2 separate regions of the Rattus norvegicus genome follow, and region 1 is linked to region 2. A link is a contact called in public Hi-C data. All regions are on one chromosome and are shown on one strand. The core of a region is the stretch at or near the end of the contact, and the rest is flanking DNA. Distances in the headings are between cores, read along the strand shown.

Evidence for each region. Hi-C and Micro-C count contacts between places; a contact is called where the count stands out from the background.
Region 1: a Hi-C map of liver shows a contact between it and region 2, with 3 times the contacts expected there. The contact joins two enhancer-like sites. A contact is called at or near these places in 3 of 12 Hi-C or Micro-C datasets (kidney and liver).

Annotation. Positions count from the first base shown.
Region 1 is chr20:20,589,099-20,591,982 of GRCr8, reverse strand. Rtkn2 (rhotekin 2) reads left to right here. Exons shown (of 12, transcript NM_001107625.2): 3 at 452-510. Among named protein-coding and RNA genes, the nearest start is that of Rtkn2, 18 kb to the left of the region's middle. Within about 2 kb of position 1,437, at least 5 of the 93 cell types and tissues checked have an H3K27ac peak or open chromatin away from gene starts, as enhancers often do. A contact at or near this core is called in liver, where this site is marked.
Region 2 is chr20:20,524,567-20,527,351 of GRCr8, reverse strand. No RefSeq gene overlaps it. Among named protein-coding and RNA genes, the nearest start is that of Rtkn2, 83 kb to the left of the region's middle. Within about 2 kb of position 1,326, at least 3 of the 93 cell types and tissues checked have an H3K27ac peak or open chromatin away from gene starts, as enhancers often do. A contact at or near this core is called in liver, where this site is marked.

The DNA of each region.
Region 1 (2,884 bases), core at 188-2,687, 65 kb before region 2:
TTAAAGTTTCCTTGGAAATGTTTTGCTGTTTCCCTCCCCACATCCTATTCGCTCATCCTAACATATTGTGTGTTCGTTCTTTGGAGCTTACAAGAAATGAGATGTCACGCCAACTACACATAAAAATAAAGCACGAGGTGACTTGACCGTAGGAATAGCAGCCCACAGATTGGCTGGACAACACCTGACTCTTCTAGGCCAGTGCAGCTGATGAACTCCAAGCTTTGTGAGAAGTTGGACATCATAGCGTAACCAGTACACGTTATTAGGCAATATTAATAGTTCACGTGAACTCAAAAGAGGGTGTCTCTCTATCTCCCTGAAAGCTAGCTAGCGGCTGCCTGACCAAGTCCTGACCAAGACCTCACACTAGTCCTTAGTATCCATAGCTACCTCTTTATTTTAAAGCTCAGCTGTTTTCGAAAGACCTGTTGTGTTTTTCTCTTGACAGGGATGCGAGTTTAGAAACTAAAGAACAAGAACCCTGCAGAGGGAAGATCGCTCTGTCAGGTACGCTGAGGTGTGTCACCACGGGTCCCCGAATATGTTTAGGACTGACGAGCGTTGCTGGCCCTGCGCATTCTGTATTTCCAGCATCGGATTATTTATTCTAACTTTTTAATCATTCTGTTCCACAACTGCATGGGACTTTGTGGATTAGGGAAACGCTAATGTCATATGCTACACACATTGTGCCAGTTTGTCTTCTGTTTGGGCCGTGGGGTGTGAGGAAGGTGGGTTCAAGTCACCTGCTTGCTGGTGAGTGCTGGAGTTGCACTGCAAACCCTGGAGCTTTCTCTCCCTGCTGTTCCTGTTTATAAAAATTGTCCAAGCTGCACGTTCCATGGGCGGCTTGGCCCACGTTTGCTCTGTTTATCGCATTGTACCAAGCCACTGTCACTGGGCTTGGCTCCTGGTGGTTGCTCGGTGAATATGAGGGAGACGACTGACCACTGCCAATCAAAAGCAAACTGCCCCAACCCCGCCAAGTTTCGCATTCTGCCTAATTCTTTTCCTGGCTCTGTCTTCCATTACACAAGCCACGTGATTTAGGCAGATTTTTTTGCCCCTTCTCTTGTCAACAGAGGCCCTGATTGAGACACCTAATTGGGTTGTGAAATTGTAGCATTTCCCCCATTTCCCTCCCATCCTTGCTCCGGCTGGAATGGTGTCTCCTGTCGGCAGAGCGAGGAGGCACCTTGCCACTAGATGGCGCTGGGGCAGTCAGTCTCGGTTTCTCAAAACAAACAAACAAACAAAAAAACCGGGCAGCACCCCCCACCCTCTCCACACAAGAGGTGGCGTAGAGATGCCCCCCCCCCCCCATTAACACCAGCTGGCTTGCTTGCTGATATCGGAAGCCACATCCTGGAAACAGCCTTGTGGCCTGCGCTGACCTCCAGTGGTGAGCCCATTGCCGAGGTAGAGCGCTTGCTATCTTGTCACCTGGCCTGCTGGTCAAGGGACTGTTCCCCGTCCCATCGCTCACAGCCGTAGCTGGACGAAAGTTTCACTGAGTTTTACTTGATTCACTGGCAAAATGAGAGAAATTGCCCTCAGTGGCGGGGAGGGGCGCTTCTGAAAAGTAGATGAACTGCCTATTTTGTGGTTATTGTCGTTCATGGCCAGTCTTCTGCTTGTGGCCGACGTGCCCTCTGCCGTGGCCTGTGTCCTGGTCTTAGTCTTGTGCTTGGGACTGACATGAGGCCCACGCCTTTGCCTGGGTCCTTTTGTGGCGGAACGGAGGACATTTGCAAAATCCTCTCCACAATGTTTAACTACATTTTAACACGGGTAGCTTAAATATTGTAGAGATTTCCCATCACCACTTAAGTATTGCCGTCCTCCCTTGCTTCTAATAAGGCACCACTCTGTGGGTGAATGAGGTAGGTGACCTGCACAGTGAGTTCTGTGACTAACATCGTCTGTTATTGTTTCGAGAGCGATTATTACTACTACTGCATTAAGAAGGGGGTCTAAAGCATACGTAAGGCCAAGGGCCGCTTTTCACGATCTCAGATATCTTTGTACAGAGACTGAGGTCGGCTCTTTTTTTTTCTTCCCAAGATGTTTTTAAATGAAATTAAGGAATGAAGCCCAGGAGATAGGATGCCCATGTCATTAGCATGATTTCTGCTGACTGGACACTTTTGCCGTCAGGTTTCAGAATGTTTCTAAGATTGCGCTGTAAACGGGACAGACCTGGATTTTGAGGTCTCCACTGACCAGATCTTCCTAACTATACAAATAGCAGGTTCACCCCATCCTTCCTACACCAGGTGATGTGGGGTGACTGGTGTGTGTTTTCCCCTCCCAGCTCAATGACTGGGCCAAATCAGTTACCCACACACCTCAGAGGTTTCTTTTCCTGTGTTTTGTTCTTTCTTTCTTTTCATATATGTGTACATGTTTGCATGTATGTGGACATGTGTTAGTACATGTGTACATGTTTGAGGCTGTGTCATCCTCAGTCCTCCCACATTACTTACTTTGAGGCGGGGCCTGTCAGTCAAACCCACAGGTACCTGGCGATGCCTAGTCTCTAGAGCCTACTTTCTTTGGGGAACCCCCGAGGCTGGAATTACAGGTGGCTGTCACAGCCACCTGGCATGTACTTGGCTCTGCGAGCTCAACTGTCATTGTGCAGCAAATGCTCAACCTCCGAGCCATCGCCCCAGTCTCTAGGTTTTCTTTTGCCAAAATTGTAGCTGGAACCTGACACATCTGGTCAGCCACAATGTTGTTTGAGCTGTCTTAGCTGGCCATAAAATGTCAGCGGAGACATTAAAAACAAAACAAAACCACAACAACAAAAAACCAACCAAACAAAAACAAAACAAAGGTGGACCACTGTAAGCTGAATTCCACTTGGTCATTTGCCAGA
Region 2 (2,785 bases), core at 77-2,576:
GAAGTAGCCCCCAGTTCCTGCTAATTCATTGGTCAATAAAAAAAAAAAAAAAACCACAGCATTTACTGTTCTAAATATTCTTCCATTAGATGTTATATTTAACTCTGCTGTCTTTCAGGTTTTCTGACTTTTAACCCCCCACCCCAGACTTTTATTAGGAAGATGTAATTTATTCATAACTTTTAAAAAAATCTGATACTTTTTTTTTACGATGTATTATTGCTTTCCTTTTGACAAGCGATCAGAATAAATAATCAGATTTGGGTTTTGGGGATCATTTCAGTTTGTAATAATGTGTGTTTACAAGTGACTGTCAAGGTGGGCCTCAGCTTTTGGTGGTGGTGGGTGTGACCTTTGACAATATGTGTAGGCAAAATGATATAACAGGAATGCTAAAAAGATACTCTGGGACAGCCGTTAAGAGCACTGACTGCTCTTCCAGAGGTCCTGAACTCAATTCCCAGCAGCCACATGGTGGCTCACAACCATCTGTCATGAGATCCAATGCTCTCTTCTGGTGTGTCCGAAGACAGCTACAGTGTACTCATATACATAAAATAATCTTTTTTTTTTTAAAAAGATACCTTGCTTCATCACTGGGGTAACATTTGTCCTCAGGAGGGCCGGGGGAAGGTGTGGGACACAATTGTTGGTGGCTTAGTGGGCACCAGACTTTCCTAATGGCACTGTATTTCTTTTTTTTTTTTTTAATTTATTTTTATTTTTATTTTTTTATTTTTATTTTTTTATTTTTTTAACTTTTCTTTTTTTTTCGGAGCTGAGGACCGAACCCAGGGCCTTGCGCTTGCTAGGCAAGTGCTCTACCACTGAGCTAAATCCCCAACCCCGGCACTGAATTTCTTAACCTGGATCATTTAAAGGAGAGGAAAGGCATTAGGGGAGGGGAAAGAGGGGAGAGGAGAGAAAGGAGAAGGGAGGGGGAGAGACAGAAATGGGGGAATAAAGAGAGGGAGAAAGGGAAAAGAGGGGAGAGGAGGAGGGAGAAGGGAGAGGTTTTGACTCGTTTAATATCCCTAGGGTGCAGGTAGCAATTACCAATTTTATTAAGCATTGGCCCTTGATTACTATCATGTTTTTCTGTGTGATAAAAGAGGAGGCATAAACCGAAGCAAGATGAGTGTTATATGGTTATTTGAGCATCGAGTCCAGCCAGCCTCTTGCTTTTGTCTTTACTACATGAGTAAACAACTCGTAGGTTTAGCCTACAGTTTTCCCCAAACTGAACCAACCAGGTCAATCTGTCAGCAAGAGACACAGCCGAGAGTCTTTGTTGCTAGTGGGAGAACGGAAGCCTTCCAGGAAAACCGGAGACTTTGGAAAGCCTACTCTGTCACCTGCCACAAGAGGCTTCCCGGTGTTTACAGCTCCTCCAGTGAGTGGCAGCGAGATTGCAAAATTTGATTCTTTGTACTGCCTGATGAAATGTTCCAATCTTTGCAAAATCCCGTGTCAGCCAATCACATGCTCCAGATTGCCCGTACATGAAGTTACAAAATGCTACATGATGCAAAAGTTCAAGAGAGAGTCTTGGATACTATTGTGACAGGACAAACTGTTCATGAACGTGACCGCACTGCAACCACCACCCCTTGTCAGCTTTTGGATTATGACCAAAAGCAATGGACATGTCACAGGACCAGGCTACTAAAGAGCCCTCTCCCCCTTTTAAGCACAAAGCTGGGTAAGGCCTCTGCTCCACATGGACTTCAGCCAAGTCAGCTTACCGCAACAGATTAAGTGCAAAATCAGACACTGAGAATCTGCCTGTTGTTTATTTTTAATCAAGCCATACATTAAAAAGATTTGTAAAATATAGACAGACATACAATGATGTTATTCTTCTCACATATTTCCAAGTTATGGTTTTGGCATTTCATTTTAATTTTAAGACATGTTGCAACATTAACATAGCATAGGGGTGGGGTTTTTGTTGTTGTTGTTTTTAAAGATCGTTTTATTTTTAAATACATGTTTGTCCGTGTATGAGTAGGAGCACATGGGTGCAGTACCCATAGAGTCCAGAAGGGGCACCAGATCTCTTCTGGAGTCCCAGGAAGTTGCAAACTGCCCGAAGTGGGTGCTGGAAACCAAAATCTGATCCTTTGCAAGAACAGTATGAGCTCCTAACTGCTCAGCCGTCTCTCCAGTCCCAAAGGGAGTTGTTTTTTATATTTCTTTAAAGTGAGTTAAAAATATTTTTAGATATCTTTGTTTCAGTTTCTAATACAGTAAATTGTTGACAGCTATTCGCCAAATGAACAAACATTCTCTGGGGACCCTCAAAGGAATCCTGGGAACAATGTTTTAAGGAGCTGCTATTTCCCATTTCTCAGACACCCTAAGTCTGCCTCCCTGATTCCCAGCAGCCCTTCTGTCCTTGATAGTTGTTATTTTCCTAGACCATGATCCTTTGCTTCTTCTTAGATGGGTGTGTGGTGGGGCCAAAGGGTCAATGGAGTTTGGAAAGTTGATTTTGACTCCACCGAGACTTACCTATTTTCTCTGTCGATTTGAGTAGGGAAGATTGCTGTCACTCCACGTGTACCAGAAAGGGCTTAAAATCCCACTGTCAGGAAGAACAAGGAGTAAATGTTGGTTTTCAGATGAGAAGAGAAGAAAGCGGATATGTGAGAGGGGAGCCCCGAGAGTCAGAGAGAAAACACACACCACTCGCATCCCAGAGATCTCATATCCTTGACTCCAGTAGGGGCCCAACTCACATGCGAGCTCTAAGAGAGGACCCAGTACATTCGGCTAGAGTGGG